Regions from separate parts of the Mus musculus genome. Here region 1 is linked to region 2. A link is a contact called in public HiChIP or PLAC-seq data. All regions are on one chromosome and are shown on one strand. Each heading gives the region's core, a stretch centred on a gene start, on an enhancer-like site or on the middle of the called end of the contact. The rest is flanking DNA. Distances are from core to core; before and after follow the strand shown.

The links. HiChIP or PLAC-seq counts read pairs in DNA pulled down with a chosen protein or histone mark.
Region 1: a contact with region 2 is called in a CTCF HiChIP or PLAC-seq map of the NIH/3T3 cell line, with 5 read pairs. The contact joins two enhancer-like sites. A contact is called at or near these places in 1 of 15 datasets of contacts at CTCF or cohesin (the NIH/3T3 cell line) and 1 of 9 other capture datasets (embryonic tail).

Annotation. Positions count from the first base shown.
Region 1 is chr4:57,859,013-57,865,685 of GRCm38.p6, reverse strand. All of the region lies in intron 8 of Pakap (paralemmin A kinase anchor protein), which reads right to left. Among named protein-coding and RNA genes, the nearest start is that of Gm26138, 15 kb to the left of the region's middle. Within about 2 kb of position 3,580, at least 60 of the 459 cell types and tissues checked have an H3K27ac peak or open chromatin away from gene starts, as enhancers often do. A contact at or near this core is called in the NIH/3T3 cell line, where this site is marked.
Region 2 is chr4:57,539,961-57,546,862 of GRCm38.p6, reverse strand. It overlaps a transcript of Pakap not described here. Among named protein-coding and RNA genes, the nearest start is that of Pakap, 24 kb to the left of the region's middle. RefSeq lists enhancers at 510-4,484, 6,638-6,902. Within about 2 kb of position 2,907, at least 98 of the 459 cell types and tissues checked have an H3K27ac peak or open chromatin away from gene starts, as enhancers often do. A contact at or near this core is called in the NIH/3T3 cell line, where this site is marked.

The DNA.
Region 1 (6,673 bases), core at 2,331-4,830, 320 kb before region 2:
AGCTCAAAGGAACAGAGATAGAAGGCAAGTGATGCTCCATGATGATCAAGTGTCACTGACTGTGATCTCATGACACCAAAGATACTTCACTCAGTCAACAGAGTGATTACTAATCCCTGCTCATATTCAGATTAGCCTAGTTCATTTGTAGATTTCAGGGAATGAATGCAACTCTGAAACGAATGGCTAAGCTTCCTCCTGGAAAATGAAAAGGCAGAGAAAACCAACAAGACAACCAGCCTGAAGAGCTAACTTACCCCCTGTCGTAGTCAGGGTTTCTAATCCTGCATGACCAAGAAGCAAATTGGGGAGGAAAGGGTTTATTCAGCTTACACTTCCATACTGCTGTTCATCACCAAAGGAAGTCAGGACTGGAACTCAAGCAGGTCAGGAAGCAGGAGCAGATGCAGAAGCCATGGAGGGATGTTACTCACTGGCTTGCCTCACCTGGCTTGCTCAGCCTGCTCTCTTACAGAACCCAAGACTACCAGCCCAGGGATGGTCCCACCCACAAGAGACCTTTCCCCCTTGATCACTAATTGAGAAAATGCCTTGCAGTTGGATCTCATGCAGGCATTTCCTCAACTGAAGCTCCTTTCTCTGTAATAACTCCAGCTGTGTCAAGTTGACACAAAACCAGCCAGTACAATTGACCCCTTGTCAACTTGACACACAAACACATCACTAGTAAGCCTCAACCCTTAGTTTCTTATTCATCCCCAAGATCTAAATAACTTTAAAAGTCCCACAGTCTTTACAAATTCTTAAAATTTCAATCTCTCTTAAAATCCAAAGTCTTTACAATTAAAAGTCTCTTAATTGTGGGCTTCACTAAAAAAACTTCCTTCAAGAGGGGAAAAATACCAGGGCACAGTCACAATCAAAAGCTAAAACCAACCTCCAACCATCCAGTGTCTGGGATCCAACTCACGATCTTCTGGGCTCCTCCACTGCTGCTGCTCTTGGTGGTCATCTCATGGTACTGGCAACTCTAAAACACTGCATGACCCCTGTAGTCCTGGGCCATCAATTGCAACTGAGGCTGCACCTTCACCAATGGCCTTCCATGGCCTCTCACAGTGCTGAGCCTCAGCTGCTCTGCATGACCCCTTCATGCCTTCAAAACCAGTACCACCTGGGTGACCCTTACATATTACCAAGTCCTGCTGCAGCAAGAGTACAACCTTGGCTATCTCTGGAACACAGCCTCTTTGTGCTTTCAGAAAACACTTCCCAGAAGATGTCACCTCAACGATGCTGGTCTCTTCTTAATCACCGCTAATTTTCTTAGCTCCAGCTAACCAGTATCAATAGTCCCAGTACTGCATAGGTTTTGCTTTAGTAGTTCTGGTATCTTGTTAATCACAGCTGATTCTCCAGCCCAGCTAACCAGAACCACAGAATAATCAAACTCCAAAATAGCACTGGCCCTTAAAAGAGTCTTTAATTTTCCCTCTGAAATTTCACAAGCCAGGCCTCCATCTTCTGCACTGTTCTCAACATTATCTTCCAAGCTCCTACACAACAGGTGACAGAGCTCTTAACACCAAATGGATCTTCTAGCCCAAAGTTCCAAGTCCTTCCACAGTCCTCCCCAAAACATGGTCAGGTTGTCACAGGAATACCCCACTCTGCTGGTACCAATTTGTCTTAGTCAGGGTTTCTATTCCTACATGACCAAGAAGCAAATTGGGGAGGAAAGGGTTTATTCAGCTTACACTTCCACTCTGCTGTTCATCACCAAAGGAAGTCTGGACTGCATCTCAAGCAGGGCAAGGTGCAGGAGCTGATACAGAGGCCATTGAGGGATGGTCTTTACTGGCTTGCCTCCCCTGGCTTGCTCAGCCTGCTCTCTTACAGAACCCAAGACTACCAGCCCAGAGATGGTCCCATCCACAAGGGGACCTCCTCCCTTGATCACTAATTGAGAAAATGCCTTACAGTTGGATCTCATGGAGGCATTTCCTTAACTGAAGCTCCTTTCTCTGTGATAACTCCAGCTGTGTCAAGTTGACACAAAACTACCCAGTACACCCCCTTAGCCTAAATATTTGGCAAGTACCAGCAATTTAGCTTATTTGTAACTGAGGCATTAAAACATCAAGGAGCCATGCAGATTACCAGGGTAGCTTTGCTACACTTCTGCAGCCCCCCTTCCCCCAGAAACACACACACACACACAGACACACACACACACACACACACACACACACAGAGAGAGAGAGAGAGAGAGAGAGAGAGAGAGAGGGAGAGAGAGAGAGAGAGAGAGAGAATTGATATGATATGATATGATATGATATGATATGATATGAATTGAAGTGAGATGCTTTGCTTTTTCTGAAAGTCATTACCATACACAGGCTTGTCACAGAGGATAGCTGGGAGTCTAATTCTCAGGAGAATGGCAATATGGTTTTCCTTTGCAAAAGCTACATAGATACATGGATAGATGAATGGATAAATGGAGGGATAGATAGAGATAGATAGATGATAGGTAGATAGATAGATAGATAGATAGATAGATAGATAGATAGATAGACAGGTAGGTAGATCCAGTGATGCCTGGGCTATAGAGTAAAACTTTGTCTCAAAAAAAAAAGTTTGTGTGTGTGTGTACGCACTCATGTATGTGCATGTTTGTGTGTAGGCATCTGTGCACATAGCCTCATGTGTTCCTATCATTTTGACCATTATTTTGAAGGGCTTTTGGAAGGAGTAGGTGACAAATGGGAACCCATGAAGTAGCTAGTACTATACACAGCTTTAAGGTCTTGTGTTAAGTTTCAGCTAGCATGGCTTAGATTTACATCAGCAAAGAATGTTCCGGAAACAGCGGTGGACACCAACCACCTGTGGGACCTTCCACACAAAGCTTATGCTACTTCACACAGCCAGCTGGACTTGGCCTGGAAGTGAAACTCGAGTTCCTAACAATAGATACACACACTGAGAAGTGTCTGCTGGTGTCCACAATATGCAAAGACTGGGAAGCTCTTAATTAAGTTCGTAATTCTCACGTGAGTTTAAAAGGATGTTTGGGTAACCCCCCAACCCCATTCTCTCAAGGGAATTTTACCCTAATATATGTGTTTCCCATTAATTCGGCTCATAAATCTGTCAAGGGACTTCTTTTCCCCCTTTCTTTCTCTCCTTTTTGAAACACTAGGGATTGAACCCACTTGCGCATGCTAGGCTAGTGCTCTACTGTTGAACTCTTCCAGCTCTTTCCCTCTTATTTTATTTTGAGAAAGAATCTTGTCAAGTTGCCTAAACTGGCTCCCAGCTAACTCTAGCCTAGACGGGCTTCGAACACCCCCTCCCTCAGCCCCCCAGGCAGGAATTATGGGCCTTCACCCCACTCTTGTAAAAGGAGGGAGTGAGGAACACCATCCAAATGTCTTTTCAATATCCAGGGAATGGGGGTTTTTAGGTCACAGCACCCTCGCTCTCAGCAGACTTTGTCTGCTTACTGTTTAGGATCCAGCATGTGGCCAGCATGATTTCTACTAGATAAGGAGCTCAGACATTATCTTTCATCACCTAATATCATTAATCTGATCTGAATCACACAAAACCTACTGAGTCACTTCTGGCAGGAAACATGAAGCGGTGCAGAGGAAACCCTAGCAATATTTCATTCATGAGACCCATGTTGGAGCCAGAAGTTCCAACCCACAAATTGCCGGAGTAATGTGTCAAACTTCCTCCGGGATCGCAAACTAAGTAAGAGGCCGGCTGGCCAAGCAACACTCCAGAGGTTTCCAGGCTCGGAAAGAAAGAAGCCTGAATTTGTATTCACTTTAATTTTGGTTCCTCTCTCCATGCTGCGATCCTAGGACACCCCACATTGTATCTTTTCTACATATTCTGAATGTAAATACGAAGGAGTGGAGTCTGTCCACATCACACTATGACTATGACTGTGTTCAACGTAATAAGAAAACCAGGACAGAACATAAACTCAGATTATTTCTCTTTCTTTCTTTCTTTCTTTCTTTCTTTCTTTCTTTCTTTCTTTCTTCTTTTTTTTTGGGGGGGGTGGTGGTGGTGATTTGGTTTGGTTTGGTTTGGTTTGGTTTGGTTTGGTTTGGTTTTTCAAGACAATATCTCTCTACACATAGCATAGCCTTGGCTATCCTGAAACTCACTATGTGAACCAGGCTGGTCTCGAACTGGATCTGCCTGCCTCTTGCCTCCTGAATGCTGTGATTAGAGAAGCATCAAGCAGTTAATGTCTTCTTACAAGGATGAAAACGAGCACAGTGTGACTAAGACACAGGGAGGGAGATTCACATTCCTAAAGTGGGAGGTTAGGTTCTAAGGTCGCTGGGACCGGGTAACTGGAGGTCAGTGAGCCAACCCTGGCACTCGGGCATCTTGTACAGTAAATTCAATCCTTGTAGGGGAGGCAGGAAGCCTGACAGGCACACCAGCTGGGGGAACCAGACTAGGCAGCAGCATCTCCTTACACCTAACAATTGTTTACATGGCAGAAGTAAAGCTGGAGCAATATGGGGACGGATTCCATTAAGAGACTGAGTGGAGAATTCGAAATACCCCCTGCTATGGTCTGGTGTTCCGGGAACCTCACAGATACATTGAAATGTAGTTACGATTGTATGCTATTAGGGGGGACTTTGGGAAGGTGATCAGACCATGGGGTCAGAGGCAACATGGATAGTATTAATGTCATTATGAAAGAAGACACAGGGATCTATTTAGTTGCCTTCCCACCACATGAGTACATCAAGAAGGGGTTCCCTCTATAATCTAGGATATGGGTCCTTGCTGGGACCTTAATCTTGGACATCCCAATCTCTACAACTCCGAGAAATTTCAATAATTTCTATTGTTTATAAATGACTCAGCCCCAAGTATTTTGTCATAGTGAATCAAATAGTCCAATTTGCCCATCAGCTACATGGACTTCCAGAAGGTTCCACAATGAAGTAATGCAGTTGACGCAGGCAAACCATGGCTTCCATGCAAGCAGGAGCCAAGAAGCTCACAGAATGTTTCTCCATCAGTTAGGCTTCCAACTTCTGGGGAGCACCATCACTGGCCTGTGCAGTAGCTCCCAAGCTGGGGCTGCAATCACATGGTACAAAGACTTTTCTCCAGGACAGGATGCTTAACCTCCATCTCCGTGCCAAACCAGCTCCAGCCAAAACAATTCCAAGGAGAACTGGACCAGTAAGACTTGTTGGGGAAAGCCAAGTTCTTGTGGCTAACCACTGGAGAAAACTTTCCCTGATAGTTTTCTTGCCTTAAGCACTTAGCTGGCTCTGGCCTGTGACCCGAAGGCATTAAAAACCCATCGAGGAAGTCTCCGAGCTCTTCCTCCTCCACAGCCCACCCTTCCCTTTCCTTCCTGAACAGCTCGGTCCAAGAGTCATTAGCTGGGGCTAAAAACCATGATGCCAGCAGAGGGCCTGGGAGGAGAACGCAGTGGCCTATGGAGGACTGTGGAGTCAGAGCAAGGTGGACAAGGGACAGCAGTGACAGAGGTAAATGGAATGCAGGAAGGGGAGGCGATCATCTAGAAATGAATACTGGTTCATAATTTAATGAAGAAAATAGGAGCTTGGTTAAATGGTGTGGGTAGAAGGGCCAAACAAATACCACACTGAGGATATCAAGGAGTAAGCTGCAAATATGGAAAGGGCAGGAGCGTTTCCTAGAACACTGGCCTCTGAGCAAAACTGCCGCCATCTGCATCAGACAAGCTGCACCTGCTTACATAAGACCATCACCAGCATGTCTGTTCCCTCATAGGAAGCGCAGATGGGGGAGGGTCCCTGGACCCTTACCCGAGATTCCCAGTACTCTCTCTTGCCCCTCCCAGCCACAATCTATGTAATTCTGCACACAGCCTCCAGGTCTCAGGGGTCTCTAGAACACATAGACTAGGGAAGGTTAACCAATGGGGGAAGCTACATTTATGCAGCTACGGGGAAGCCATCATCCAAGCTAGGTAAAGACTTAAAGCTTTGGGGTCAATACACTCCTGTAAGCAATCCTTTACCAGTGCTCTATAAATAAGTTCAATAAGCTCAATGGTCCCCTAGGATGACCTTTGGAAAAAATATACTTTGGTTTGACTTTGGGAGTTTATAAAGATGGGGTGAAAATTGTCTCCCCAGGGAAGAAATTTTTATGACAAATGTGAATAAGTCTATTAAAGCAGAATTAAAAGATCCCCGACTGAGTAGAATTGCTTACCATGCACCCCTGACAGTCTGAGCTTGACTCCCAAGAACCTCAGGGAAAAGCTAGATGGTTGGTGCACATCTGTATTCCCAGCACCCCCACAGTGAGAGACTGGAGGCAGAGATGGGAGAATTACAGAGAAGTCTGAAGATTGGCTAGCCTGGGCTACACAGCACAGGTGCAGAGACAAGAGCCTGCTCAACAAGATGGAAGGTGAGAACTGATTCCTAAAAGGTGTCTGCTGACCTCCAAGTCCACACCATGACATGGACACTCACAGTCTCCCTCTCCTTTCACCACTCCCATGCCACTAACTTTTGGAAAAGATCTCTGCATGAACTCTTGATTTCATAGATAGATAGATAGATAGATAGATAGATAGATAGATAGATAGATAGATAGATAGATAGATAGATAGAAAAACATAGATAAGATAGACATAAATGTAGATATGCTTAATCTC
Region 2 (6,902 bases), core at 1,658-4,157:
ATTTAACTTTGGGGGAATAAAATTAATTACCATTAGAATCCATATTCCACCAAAAGCAAATCTCAGGGAAATTCTATATCTAAGAAAAATAGGAATACACAAGGTGAGGGTGGGAAGAAAGTTTGCAGGTCTACAGAGAAGTGAGCACACCCTAAAATAACAGACTCACTGATTTTGTAGGATAGATTTTTGTCAGCAGGAAAGGAGACGTTTGGGACAAGCTAAGGGAGGATTTGCCCTGTCTTTCCCTTTCTCCACTTACAAGAGTTGAATGCTCGAGGAGTCTTCCAAACAATGGCTCAGTCATAGTAGCCACAGGACACTATATCGCCGAGGTTTCTGCTAGGCCTCAGCTTTAAACAGTAGCATCTCACAGCTCAATTTGGATGGGCACATTCCTGACTCCTCTCCTTGAAGAAGAGACAAGTTCTGCTACAGCAAACATACACAATGAACCGAGGAGTCAGAGCATAAATCTCCACTCTGGTGTTTTGTCTTGGAAACCCCAAGTGGCCTCTTGATGGACAGTCATTATCTTATGGAATATGAGACCTGTTTTCTGTATTACCACAGAGAACAGATGAACTATAGCCTGACCCAGAAAGCCAGGAGGCCTTGAGCTTGCCTTACTGTGTTAATTACATTTCTTATCACTGTGACAAGACACCCAACAGAAACACTTTGTACGTGGAAGAGCCTGTTTGAGCTCCTGGTTTCAGAGGCTGGCGTCTATTCAAGCAGGGAAGTCAATGGCACATACATGGCAGTAGGAACATGGTAAAGGCTCCTTACATCTAGACAGTCCAGGGAAGCAGAGAGACCTACACTGGAACCAGGTGCACACGGGCCATCTCTCATGACTTACCTCTAAAAACTAGGCCCTGCCTCCTAGAAGCATCTATTTTGGAGAATTAATATGGAATTACGAGTGTGAGATAATCAAGACACCTGTGTACATATCTTTACAAATGTGTGTAACACTTTTCAGGTTCATGTTACATACCTGTCTGTGTATCATAGGGACCAAGACTCATTTACAATTAACTCATGTAGATATTGAATATGCTGTTTATTAAGAGATGGGTAGGATCCGACAGACATTAAAAGACTTCAAGATCCAGCTCTGTAACCTTCAGAAGTTGGGTGTTTGATTTCCCCATGATTTTGGTTCAAGATCTTCTCTTTTTTTTCAAGTAGATCAGCACAGTTTTCCTACAACACTCTTCCTATCTTTAGTGTGGTACTGTCACATGGCAGACAGGGAGACCCTTTTAAAATGAAGTGCTTCTAGACATCATTTGTCTTTAACCTCTTTAAGAGTACTCCTCTTACTCTCAGAAGAAGAAAAAAATCCCCATGTCCTGAATTCTGTGATCAAGCTTGCTTGTGACCCTGTCCCGGCTGCTGTCGTCAAGCTCATCTGTACACTTCCATTCCTAGGCAAGGGGCTTCTCCATCTCCTTTTTTGGACAGGACATTCCTTTGGTTGAGATATTTGTGTCGTGTCCTTTTCCCCCTTCTGATATCAGGTCATCATTTAGCTCCTTCCTACTTAGTCTAGTTACTTCTCTGTTGCTGTGATAAAATACTCTGGCCGAAAGCAAGTTAGGGAAGGAAAGGGTTTGTTAGGCTTATACTTCCAGGCCACCGTCCATCGTTGAGGGAAGCTAGGCCAGGAACTCAAGCAAGAACATAAGATAGAAACCAAGGAGACATTCTGCTTGCTGGCTAGTATGCTCAGGCCCATCCTCACCTTGGTCCTGACCTGCCCAGGAAATGGTACCACACACCGTGGGCTAGGCTCTCCTACATCCATTAGTAATCAAAGCAATCCCTCACAGACACACCCACAAAACAAACCAATAAAAAGATAATTATTGAAGCCTTTCACAGGTAATTCCAGGCAGCATCACGTCGATAGTCAATGCTAGCCAGGGCACACTGACATTTCACAGATCCTAAGAAAGCAGAAGTCAGGCTCCTTCCCAGTCCTTTGGATTGAAATCATCCATAAAACAAGACTGACTGCTGTGTGATACTTAAGCACATGAACGTCTGAGAAGTTATGGTCTAGGAATTGTCCACGCATGCTCACCTTAGGGGCCACCTCCATCCTGAGAACTCTTGGACCAACAGACTACCTGGTCTACGTCAGGTGCCTTTCTCTGATTTCTTACCATCATATATATTCTTTTCTCCATATTATATTTTTTACACTATACTATTGTGGGTTCTTCTATTCCTAGTACATAGTCTGGTTAGTATATATTAGGTATTCAAAAATTTTTTCTCTTGATAAATAAAAAGAAGCGTCAGACCAAACAAAAGCATAAGCAGACCATTGTTCCTTAGAAAACGTTTCTGCTGCCATTAAATTTCTCTTAAACCTTCTCCATTTCTGGTTCTTGCTACATGTTCCACTGTCAAGAGCTCAGATCAAGGACACTCAGGTCTCTCCATCTTCCCTCAGACCAATTGCTGGAGACCTTGAACAAATGGACCTTCCAGCATTTTACCTGGCTGTGCGTTCAGCTCAGCCACTAAATAAAAGCTGCGGTTGCTGATGGCCTTTTTGAAGGGTCCCAACGTCTTTAGAAGTCCTAGCTTCATTTTGCTGGGTTTCCTGCAGGAGCTCACCGTCTCGATTTGGGAGCATGAGCTGAGTGCTTGCCCAGACCTCTGTAAAAACCTCAAGCACACGGAGGAGGGAAAAGAGCAAGAGCTTGTGGAGAAGCCCAGGCACGTAGCCACTCAGAAACCTTGAACCATCAAATGTGGGTGTGACTTTCAGAAGCAAAACTAAAGGGCTACTAGCCAAATCTCAGCATGGCCAGGGGTTCTCTCCAGAGGCTGGCCAGCCCTCAGGGCAAAGAAAAACAAACAAAAGACACATTCTTTGGCCTCCTGAGTGAAACAAAGACCCCACTGAGAACCCTGAGAGAAGTAGTAAAAGCCACAGAAATGCCCCCCCTCCCCCGTCTGTGGAGCCGGCATCTGGTTTCAATGTAAACATCCTTCAAATGTTTCCAGAATGAATACACATTTGAATAACTGAGTACTAAAGGGACCCCTCCCCCAGGGATATGGACAGAAAATGCTCACACCATGAGTCCCCTTCACTTCTTAGACCTTTTGGTGTGTGTGTGGGGGGGGGGGTACACTATGCACAGAAAAGGCACTTGCAAACAAATGAAACAGAACTGCCTGCAAAATTCAGGGCTTCCTGGCTGGTATGTTTAGAAACATGCACATGAACTTCACACCTATATATATATATATTCTTTATTTACATTTCAAATGTTATCCCCTGTCCTGGTTTCCCCTGGTTTTCCCTGAAAACCCCTTATCCCCTTCCCTTCCCTCTGCTCACAAAACCACCCACTTTCACTTCCTGGCCCTACAATGGGACATAGAGCCTTCACAGGACCAAGTGCCTCTCCTCCCACTGATGACCAAAAAGGTCTTTCTCTGCTGCCTATGCAGCTGGAGCCATGAGTCCCACCATGTGTGCTCTTTGGTTGGTGGTTTAGTCCCTGGGAGCTCTGGGGGTACTGGTTAGTTCATATTGTTGTTCCTCTTATGGGGCTGTAAACCCCTTCAGCTCCTTGTGTCCTTTCTCTAGCTCCTCCATTGGGGACCCTGTGCTCAGTCCAATGGTTGGCTGCAAGCATCTACCTCAGTATTTGTCAGGCACTGGTAAAGCCTCTCAGCAGACAGCTATAACAGGCTCCTGTCAGCAAGCACTTGTTAACATCCACGATAGTGTCTCCGTTTGGTGACTGTATATGGGATGGATTCCAAGATGGGGCAGTCTCTGGATGGTCATACCTTCAGTCTCTGTTCCACACTTTGTCTCTGTATCTCCTTCCATGAGTAATTTGTTCCCCTTCTAAAAAGGACCGACATATCCACACTTCGGTCTTCCTTCTTACTGAGTTTCATGTGTTTTGTGAATTATATCTTGGATATTCCAAGCTTCTGGGCTGATACCCACTTATCAGTGAGTGTATAGCATGTGTATTCTTTTGTGATTGGGTTACCTCACTCAGGATGATATTTTCTAGTTCCATCTATTTGCCTACGAATTTCATAAATTCATTGTTTTTAATAGCTGAGTAGTACTCCATTGTGTAAATGTACCATATTTTCTGTATCCATTCCTCTGTTGAGGAACATCTGGATTGTTTCCAGCTGCTGGCTATTATAAATAAGACTGCTATGAACATAGTGGAGCATGTGTCCTTATTATATATTGGAATATCTTCTGGGTATATGCCCAGGAGTGGTATAGCTGGGTCTTCAAGTAGTACTATGTCCAATTTTCTGAGGAACTGCCACACTGATTTCCAGAGTGGTTGTACCAGCTTGCAATCCCACCAGCAATGGAAAAGTGTTCCTCTTTCTCCACATCCTCGCCAGCATCTGCTGTCACCGGAGTTTTCACACCTTAAGTAGATGGCTCAGCAAGAGGCAGAGATGAGGATCGGGTGGAGAGGGAAGGGTCCCTGGGTGCAATGGCTTCTGTCTTAGAGTGTTTGCTGCTTGAAATCCTCACGATGAACTGTGTAGCTCTGAGACTGGAGGGCAGACATCCAAAAATCAGTGGCCATGATACAGTCTAGGGTGGGAGAGCAAACTCTGTCTTTCAAAAGAAGATAACAAGCTAGGAATGATGGCATGTGATTTTTCATCCCAGCAATTAGGTGAGACGGGAGGATCACCATAAGTTTGAGGCCAGTTTGGGCTATATAGAAGGATGTTGCCTCTAAGAGACAAACATAGAAAGGGTTTAACATAAAACTGGTTGTTCACGTTTAAAGAATGTCTATATGACAACCGAGTCTGGGTCTGAGTAATCATCACCCCTTCAGAAGACACATGGTGTCAGTTTGCTCCACTGTCAACTACCCTGTTCCATGGACCCAGGAAGGTCATCTACGCTGGGTTTCTGGTGCTTGTGTATACACACAGCCTGGAGCAGGGCCTTGAGGATGAGAGAAAAGGAAGCTTCTCCCTCCTGATTATGTATATATGTGTATATGTGTATATGTGTATATGTGTATATGTGTATATGTGTATATGTGTATATGTGTATATGTGTATATGTGTATATGTGTATATGTGTATATGCGTATATGCTTATATGCGTATATGTGTATATGTACATTCCAAATTCCAGCGCGTAAACAGGCAACTGTCAGCACATGTTTACACCATGATCCCCTTTCTAACACAGGCAACTGTCAGCACATGTTTACACCATGATCCCCTTTCTAACACATCAACATCAGCACCAATCATTGATCAAGGTAAAAAATACAAACACATGGGTTGAGAGGGTTTGGCCAGTAAAGTATCTGCACAAAGGACCTATGTTCAGATCACCAGCAGCAATATAAAAAGCCAGGTGTGTTGCTGCACACCTGAAATCCCCAGATACAACATCAGCTATGTTGCTAAATGTTGCTTGTTGGAGCAGGGCTCAGCAAATTCTAATCAAATAGCAGAGTTCTCTTTGATTGGACAAGGAAATCCCTGGGGCTCCATGGACAGCCATTCCAGCCAAAAATCAGTGTGCTCCAGGTTCAATGAGACATTACCCTGTCTCAAAAAAATTAGAACAGTGATTGAGAAGACACCTAATATCAGTTTTTGTCTGCACACATACCTATGCATACACATGAACACATATATACAAAACCTAAAAAAAAAAAAAGGAAGAGAGAAAAGGAAGGATGAGAGGAGAAAATGGAGAAGGAGGAGGAAGAGGAGGAAAGAGAGCAAGAGAGCAAAGGCAATCTGGACTTGCAGCCTTGTATCCTTCCCATTATCACCCTCTTTTTCTTGTTCTTTATTATGTATTGTGTATTGTGACCTAAAAACCCTGCCCTGTATTGAGAATGAGAAGCTGGGCTGCTGGTGTGCCCCCTGCAGAAGGGCAGCTCAGTTCCCAGCCCAGATGGGAAGAGCACAGAGCTGAGCCCAAGCCACTGATCAGATCTTATCTCCCTAGTTCTTCCACCACTCAGTTAAAGTAAAAAGACAAAAGTCTCCTTCACCTAATGGTTCATCAGCTGAGAGCCCTAGAAGAAATTAAACAGGTAAATATCAAGATGGCCACCAGCTTCCGCAGCGTGAAAATGACTCTCAGCTGGTAAATATTTTGGTAAAACTGGTCAAGGGAGCAACTTGGCAGCTGGTGTTCTTTGAAATGATGGAGCCACAGTATTTCAGCAGTGAGAACATGACTCTTTGATTGGAATTTGATGACCCCACCCCACCCCACCCCACCCAACACCCCCATCCACCCACCCCCCTGCTCACACAAGCAGCATTTAGCAAAGCCACGGCTGATGCTTCCTGCTCACAGACACTGTTTTACATCATGCAAATGACCAGCAGGGAGGACGGTTAGATTTATGTTCATCTTTTGATTCTACACCGTTGGGTAAGAGTTTGTACCACTTCTTCATAGGCCCCCGAGTCAAAGCTGTCAGCCATTTCCAGAAACAAAATAGAATATACTTTGTATAGCATTTCTAGAGTAAAATACCCACTTGATAAGTATTGATAATCAGGGAACCCTTAGGGAGACTTAGTAACTGGGAATCCAGCTGGGTGGCACAGCTTGATGCCAGCCACTCATAAAACAAGGGCACACACATAAGAAAGACACCATGAGGAATACAGCAGGATAAAATGTCTTGGCTTTTCCCTGCTAATGAACCAAGAACCTGAAGCTTGGTAGGTCAAAGGCCTTGGGGGAGAACCCAATGCAAAAATAGATATGGAATTAAAGCTAAATGCTTATAGTTATACCCAAAGATAATTGCGTCTCTCAACCCTCAGCAGAGAGATCTCTTCCCTCTAGTAGATGGTGATTAACAGAGACCAACCATTAG